Regions from separate parts of the Sus scrofa genome. Here region 2 is linked to region 1. Evidence: chromatin contacts called from public Hi-C data. All regions are on one chromosome and are shown on one strand. The core of a region is the stretch at or near the end of the contact, and the rest is flanking DNA. Distances in the headings are between cores, read along the strand shown. Region 1 has its middle 51 kb from the start of RPL18. Region 2 has its middle 15 kb from the start of FAM46A.

Region 1 (4,337 bases), core at 630-3,129:
GGGAATATGTACTTTGCAGTGAGAAGATAATGGTTTACATATCTGATCTAATAAAATAAATATGTGGTGTGGAGTCATAAATGGGAATCTTATTAAAATACACACTGGGATTTGTTGTTACACTCTTTCAAAGTTGGACTTTAAGTCTTAATATTTCAGCAATATTAAGCTGTTAACAGCAAAGTTTTCAAAGTGATACCTTGTCCAGATTCATATTTGTACTCCGGGAGGGATACCCAGGGGGAAAATTTTTGTATTTATAATGTAGGATCCTGTCAGTTGAAGGCAGCTGTGAATTCTAGCCAGCTTGCCTCTTCTTAGAAGGGTGTTGCTTCTGGGTATCAGAAGTGTAAATCTGGGAACTCTTGAACCATAATCTTCCAGCTGATTTCTAAGGTTACTAGAATTCCAAACACAGACAGTATTATAAACCCGAATTAACACCTTGAATTGTTCCTGGAAGCCAAATGGAAGTCTGCAGCCCTTTTGGAGCCCAGCCCCTGTTACCCAGTGCCCAGCTTCCTGCACAGCTGCAGCCCCAGCATCATTACCACATTGTCACCTGTTCAAGTTTCCCTCTGGTAGCCTAGTGTGGCTGTTGAGAGGAGCCACAAGTAGGGCACCAAGCTGTCATCCAGCTGAGAGATTTCGCAGTAAGACGTCACAGTGGCCATGAGAAGCCATTTGATTTCTCGGAAGCCAGACCAGGCAGCCACTTAGGTCTCCACCTAAGTCTGGTCTCCCTGGAAAGGGTAAAACTCACCATCCAATGGCACACTTAAGTTCTCACTAGATCAAGCTTCACCGGAGTCAGCCTGACTGGCTCTGATAAGTCCACGGATTGGACTTGAGGGTAAAGGTCAGAAGCCTGCAGGGCAAAAGCCAGCGGTGGGGAGGGGGGGAGGAAGGGGGGGGAGTTATTTTGGAACTCCAGGGCATGTCATGTTGACACCTTTCAAGGGAAGGGAAATGACCATTAACAGAATGACAGGTGGATAAATTAAAGAGTCTTGGGCAAAAGTATTTTGAAGAATTAGTAGCTTTTCCCCTGATTAATTAGGTTGGCTAGGTTAACTAGGTCCCTGGTTAACTAGGAATTGTGTGTGTGTGTGTGTGTTGTGTAAACACAAGAATCCATGTAGCAAAAATGGGTTAATGGCACAGCACATCTATCTTTCTCTTTCATGAGGACATAGGAGGGGAGCAAAAATGAAAGCAATTTCAAGGAAACCAGCTTGGCAGGGCCATATAATATTTCAGAGTTAACACAATATCCTGCTTTAAGTTTAGTCTGCAGTGTCTTGGGCAACTTTCAAAATCAGCGAGTGATATAAAATAAATATTTAGCTGCACTGTCTTGGCTATCAGCTTCAAATTATGTGATAGGACCAAAAAACCTTAGTCATCCTTGATGGGTTTCCCAGTTTTATCCTGAATTCCAAATTTAAAGAAATCATCATTATTGCCTAAGTTTTGTGGGGTTGCTGCCAAGTGCAATCAGTGCATTCATTAGCTGAATTGCAAATACGCAGGATTATCCATGGTCCTAAGATTCAACAAGTAAAAGGAGATAAGGGACTTACAGTAAAGCCTTTGTCATTTTCCTTTGAAATGAAAGAGAAAAAAACCCCAAAAAAACAAACACCCCCCCCAATCCTTTGGAACTTAAACTTCTGGGCAGTATTCAGTCTTTTCTCGAATTCCTCCATTAGGGAAACCCCATCACATGGCACATTCTGCATATTGTTATAGCTTTTCTCAGGCATTTTCATTTGCCCTTAGCCTCAGAGAGCTTTACTCAGAAAATCAGGTCTTTGGGGAGGAAGTGGGATAGTTATGAAGCAAGTCATGTTCACAGGATTGCAGAGATACACTTCTTCCATGGCCAAACCCATACAAGATGGAGTCATTTGCATGCTTCCCAAGACATGCATTTTCCATGGTCCTTACCACTGACTCACTGAGTTTCGTCATAAACATTCTTTGAATCTCAATGTCCCCACCTGTAAAACAGGGATAAAATTTATGGGTCACATGGATGTAGGTTGAGATGAAACTGTTTTTAAAGGACTTTGCTCTTGTTAGTGAGTAAAACCCACATACTCCTTCCTGCTCTTTGTTTTGCTAGTACAGTGTTTTATTAAAAAGGAAGGTGGACAAGTACCTATCTCTGGAATGTTTTCAGAGCTTCTCTGGTCTTAACATGTATAGTATACATTTTATTTAAGTGGAGAAAAACAGGAGTCTTTTTGTTTTTAACATGTGTCATAAAATTTTTCTCTTTGTGTGTTGCAATGGGTCCTCTTTACTCTTGTGATTCTGCCATTTTCTGATGAATAATTGCTATTTTAGTCATCCCCATGTTAAAACTACATCATTTAAATGGAAACTTCCACTTTGGCAGTCTGGCATTCATACTCCTCTTTACTCCGATTATTTTCTTCCTCTATTGCTTTCCTTTCTCTCTTTCAATATCCTTTATAATTGATTTAAGGTGACCTCAACTGTTGTTTGTATCTTTCCCCACCAGAATAAAATCTCCGAGTTCACAGATTCCTATTTTGTTCAGTGATACACTCCCAATGTCTAGAACATCTCCAACACAGAGTACTAGGTAATTGATTCCACTGGGTGAGTGAAGTTTCTGTTTGGATCCCAGCTTCCATTTCATCTCCACAGTTTAGAGTGAAAATCTGACTCAGGCTTTTGAACTAATCTGGCCCTAAATCCATCCACCAATTCACATTTCCTTCCTTACATCCATCTGCTATCAGCTTCCACTCTGTTTAGGCTTTTCTCTTCCCGTCACCACCTGAAACTTCGTTTTGGCACTTTTTCCAGCCCTTAGTTGTGATTCTCTGATTTAAGGCACTCACGATGTGGTGAATCCTTAACATGAAGAAGAACGATGGCTGTACAACAGTAAGTGCAAAATGGCTGCCCACGTTTCACATACATGTGGATGTTGGGACTGATGGTTCCTGGGAGAGTATGTTACAAAAGGCCCTTCTGACACCTGACCATCTTTCATCAAGAACAGTATGAACACTGATTGATGTTATGTGGCCTTTTCAACTTTCAATTCATTTCAGATGTGGCTGAAAGTAACATGTCATCTAGAGTTCGACAGCCTGCTGTTTGATTCATTCACTGACCTCCTGAACAAACAGATGGTGAGGAGGGGAAGAGACAAGAGAAAAAAAGAAGGAAAGAAAGAAATGAGAGAGGAAATAATTTTGGCACTAGAATGTCTGTGATGCGAGTATCTCTTAAAAATTACAAATGAACATTTTGGTTCCGCATGTGAAAATTCAAACTAATAACACCATAAACTTGACATAGGTTCTGTGGTTTAACTAAAGCATCTGGAGTTCTGTTCATTGGTTTGTTGTTGCTGTCATTTAAATGAAGATGACTTTTATAAATGAAAGAGATTAGACCATGAATAATACAATGAAGCTGATGATTCCTGAGTTGAAAATATTGAAAATTTGGGATAAAAAAAGTATCACGTCATGAATGATTCTTTTCTTTGTCACTATAAGAGTCAGGCTGTAAAATTTATTGCATTTTGTATAGAGAGCCAAAAATAGTATGTGTGGGTTTTTAAGACATTTCTTTGTGATTCATTCAGCAAACATGACTGAGTGTCTTCCAACTGCAAGGCTCTGGCCTGGTGCAGCAGCAGAAACAGCAGGAAAGGTGACAGAAGTGATGAGGGCTACTATTTCTATGAGCATATCATGTGACTGTTTCTTTCAGAAGTTACCTTTAAGCCTTACAAAATTCTCCAACACTGGTATCATAATGTTCACTTTCCAAGTACAAAAACAGAAGATCAGAAAAGTTAAGTAATATGCCAAAGTCACATAGCCTGTCTGTGGCAGAACCAATATAAACTGGTGTTTTGATGGCACCACACCTATTCTATTTTTGACTAAACCACCTTCAAGGCATTCACAACCTAGAAGAAACAATCTCTCTCATTCACTCAGCTCCTCTCTCTCTCTTTCACTCAAACATATAGACTTACATACACTTATAGGCTATATGTGTGTGTAAATATATACTCCCATTTGAGTACCTAGATTCTCAGGTCTCCCTTTGATGCCTGGACTTTTGCCAGCACATCACACTGTAGTCTATATATTTCATGACATGCATGTGCTGACAACTGTTCAAATACTCGTGTGCACATGCTGAGTACAAGAGATACATGCACACCTAAGACTTGTTCTACCTTCCAGGAGCTGCTGGTCTCGTGTAAGAAAATTGAAAGTGTTGTAATATTGGCCAGTTTTCCAGTTCTTTTGAAAATATACCAGGTAGAAAAACAA
Region 2 (3,973 bases), core at 473-2,972, 200 kb after region 1:
ATGTCCACTCTCAGTTTATCCTCCAACAGAAGAGGCTTAGAAGGGCCACTGAACCTTGGCTGAACAAGATTTCATAGAGATTAGGGCACACAAAAAGTTAAATGACAAGTTAGGAGACAAGGGCTTAAAAAAAAATGGGGGGGCATCTCACCATCATGCCTTGGGCCAGCCCTGCTTTCTACTGTTTTTCCCCAACTCTCGTAAAATGCTGATTACTGCTTCTCCTAATTGCACAGGGCAGGGTAAAATACACTCTACATTACTTCAGATATTAAAAAGAAAAATAACCCCTTGGTGATGAAAGGATGTCCATCTAGCATAAGGAACATAATTGGGATTAAAAGCCAAATGACACCTGAATTTTGACAAAAATCAATTCTCGGGGGAGAAAGGGTTTTCAAAACAACTAGAACCAGACAGTTAAACATTAACTTTCAATGGTTTAGAGTGTTTAGGTTTTGCAATGGTGCGGTTTGGAAGCTCTCCAGCAGAAAAACTATTTTCTTTTAAGAGGAGAGCTCTCTGTAATATTTTCTTTGCTGAAATAATGTGATCCTTAGTGACGTCTTATATGACCCAAACTTTAAATGGACTCATTATTTTAGCTGACCTCATTCTTCCTAGGTTTTTACAGGTCAGCAATGAACTATCAACAGCTTCCTGATAATTAATCCTACTTACCCAAAGAACTGTTAGCCTTCTGGTCTTATCTATCTTAAGAGGAAGCTGTTATGTGCACCAGACTTCCTCAGTGAATAATACAAACCAAACTGAAATTTTGCAGAAAGCTCCAAGACTGTGAAGTTTGAGAATGAAAAAACAGATCAAAAATAATGCTGCTGCCTTCTTCAACTCCTTACTTGCTGAAATTCTGTGGTTTGTCTGGCACAGGAATGGCTTTACAGTACAGTCAGCAGCACAGCTTGTTGGGTCAAGAGAGAATTTCTGGGTGGCTTTATCAAAATGTATGGACATTCGGCACATGCAGTTAGTTGCCTGGGTGGTCCAGTTGAGCAGCTGGAGGAAGGCATCTCAAGTAGCAACTAGTAAAGTTCCCAGTGGAAGTTAATTTCCTACCATTAGAGACTCATTCCTTTGACTAGGAAATCTTTAAGAGTCTGTTATTAAAATAGCACTTCAGTTTTTGGTTGTCACCTATCCTACAGCAAGACAAGTGTCTGATAGGAGGAGAGGAGAGAGGCATGTTTTTACAACAGATGCAGAGGATCCCAGTTGATGAAGGAGAAGGGTGAGGAAATAATAAGCTGGTTTCTTTAAAGGGCAGAGGGAGCAGGGAGTTAATGCTGGTTTCATCTAGCAATTTGTAAATGGGTTGTTTGAACATATAGGTCTTAACATGTTCCTAGATAGTGGGTGTGTACATATGTGTATGTAAAATGAAAAGGCTTACTATTAGTTTCAGCCTCTTGTCAGCATAGTATAAAGTTCCTCAGGCAAGGGCATGACTTATAATTAAAGGATTTCTGCATTTGCAAGTTGCCCATGGCATGTACCCTTTCTTTCCAAGGCAAGCTTCTGAATTTCACTGATGATTTACTATAAATCTATTTCTCATCAGGTCCGAGACTATCCCACATAGCAGATTTAATCCAAGATGCTCAAGTAGATATGGAGAGAGGGACCCATTCAGATGACCTTCTCAATGAGGCAAAATGAAACATAAACATGGCATGTGACCCAGGGCACAAGACATTTTTATTACTCACTGTGGTGATGATGCAAGTTTTTGAACAGTTATGGTGCTGACTTTGTATACTAAACCAAGCAGAGATCAGACTGCATTGCTGAAGAAGTTCGGCAAACCTAGAAGACCTCAAAAGACACTCTCTCTTTCGGAAGAAATAAAGACTGAATAGAGAGTTGATTATTTCCTTCCTTTCATGCAACTTTGTTGTAAATATTCTGAACTTCTTTATAAACTCTGCTAGAGATCTGTCAATGACCCAAAAGAGTAACGCCCAGCTGAAAGGTGAGAGAAAGACCCGCCCTACTGGTGACCAGCAGCTTATGTTCCAATTCTTTTTAAATGTACCCTTAAAAAAAAATGGCTGGTTATCTGTCATTTTCCTATATCAATGGTACAATGTGATTATATTATTACTCTGTATAAGTTATTATAAATAATTTTTTTTAAAGAATGGGCAGGGTATAAATATAGGAAGGCCATACTTAAAATGAAATTAAATGTATCACAGAACTCTGTCTCCTCCTCTCTCTCTCGGCCATGCCTAAGGCATGTGGAAGTTCCCAGGCCGGGAGCCATGGCAGTGAGAATGCTGAAACTTTTTTTTTTTTTTTTTTGGTCTTCTTTTTTTTCTTTAGGGCCCACCCAGGCATATGGAAGTTCCCAGGCTAGGGTCTAATCAGAGCTACAGCTTCCAGTCTATACCACAGCCACAGCAACAAGGGATCCGAGCCATGTCTGCGACCTACACCACAGCTCATGGCAATGCCAGATCCTTAACCTACTGAGTAGGGCCAGGGATCAAATCTGCATCCTCATGGATACTAGTCTGGTTCGTTTCCACTGGGCCACAATGGGAACTCCAGAATGCTGAATCTTTAACCAGTAGCCTACCAGGAACCTCCTATATCCTCTCTCTCCATGCCCTTTCTAAGGTGATCTCTCCCATCTCCATGTATTTGAAGACATCTTTATGGTGATGAATCTGCCTTTCTTTCTGCCTCCACTGTTGCCATCTTGGTATTGGCCAGTGGCATCTTTGATCACTAGGAAGAGAGATAAATCCACTTCGTGATGAAATTCACTACTTGCCTATTTATATGTATATGCATAAGGAACAGAAAGAAAAATATCCTCAAGTAATACGATGATTTTCTACTGCACATCATTCTGCTGCACTGACTGATGTTGCTTGTCAAGAACACCAAAACGACTGTGTGACCCACAGTTTGTAAAACAGCAGTTGAAGCTGGAATTACTGCTTGCCCAGAAATCTGCAGCAGTCTATTAACTAGTTTCCCTTTTTCTCTGTTTCTGTTTTCCATAGAGCAGCAATGGAGGATCTCAAAAGATAAATCAGAACATGGTGGTCCCCAGCTCAGAGCCTTCAGGGGCATCTTGCATTCATAATAAAGTCCAAACTCTTCATTATGGCCTACATGAGTAAACCTTTGACTTTCTCTCCCACCCTATCTCACAACCTCTCTCCTTCCTCAGCATACCCTACCCACCCCCACCAAGAACCCATGTCCAGACTTACAGGACACCAGTTCATGGTGCCTCGGTACACAACTGCTCTGTCTCCCAGGAACATTCTTTCCCCGGCTTCTCAAGGGTAGCTGTTGCTTATACTTTAGTTCGTGGTTTAATTATTTTCTCCAATAGAGGCCTTCTTTGACCACCCTAGTTATAGTAAATCATCCCTTCTTATTACCCACTTCAGTCTATTGTTTGAACACTGACCAAATTGGAAAAACAAGGAAAAAAATATGGCAGCTAGAAAACTTTGTCTGAGTAACACGTAAGATGAGGTGTCAGGAGGAGGACCCGAAGTCAGAAATTGCACAGTATGGGGGGCTGGCTCAGGTTCCTCTCAGGATCAAGAACTTGGAATTTGGAAATGTGACTTTATGCGAGGCATCTGGTCTGGAATTGATGCCTTTTCATTTTAATTTGGCATTGAATCACATTTAATTTTGAAAATGCTGCATGTCTCTACTGTTCAAGAAGAATGAAGGAAAGGAAGGCTGTAGTTACACGTAGGCCAACAATTGAAAGAGAGGCTCTCAGGTCCCCAAGTTAGTGGTGACAGAGGTAATCAAAGGGACAGACCCTAAAGAAAGACAGTGCTCAGGTAAAGGGGTCAGAGGCTGCTGGTAGGGTTAGCTCCTGTTCTTTCTAAGATCTCTTCTTGGCTCAGAACTTACTTGGAGGGTTTTATGTGGTGTTTTAGTAAGGAAGATGTTTCCAGCCCTGAGCCATCTCTCC

Evidence for each region. A called contact is a pair of places that touch in the nucleus more often than the background predicts.
Region 2: a Hi-C map of embryonic fibroblasts shows a contact between it and region 1, with 1.8 times the contacts expected there. The contact joins two enhancer-like sites. A contact is called at or near these places in 6 of 47 Hi-C or Micro-C datasets (alveolar macrophages, embryonic fibroblasts, fibroblasts and 1 more).

Annotation. Positions count from the first base shown.
Region 1 is chr1:84,325,577-84,329,913 of Sscrofa11.1, forward strand. No RefSeq gene overlaps it. Among named protein-coding and RNA genes, the nearest start is that of RPL18, 51 kb to the right of the region's middle. Within about 2 kb of position 1,880, at least 6 of the 83 cell types and tissues checked have an H3K27ac peak or open chromatin away from gene starts, as enhancers often do. A contact at or near this core is called in embryonic fibroblasts, where this site is marked.
Region 2 is chr1:84,528,364-84,532,336 of Sscrofa11.1, forward strand. No RefSeq gene overlaps it. Among named protein-coding and RNA genes, the nearest start is that of FAM46A, 15 kb to the right of the region's middle. Within about 2 kb of position 1,723, at least 11 of the 83 cell types and tissues checked have an H3K27ac peak or open chromatin away from gene starts, as enhancers often do. A contact at or near this core is called in embryonic fibroblasts, where this site is marked.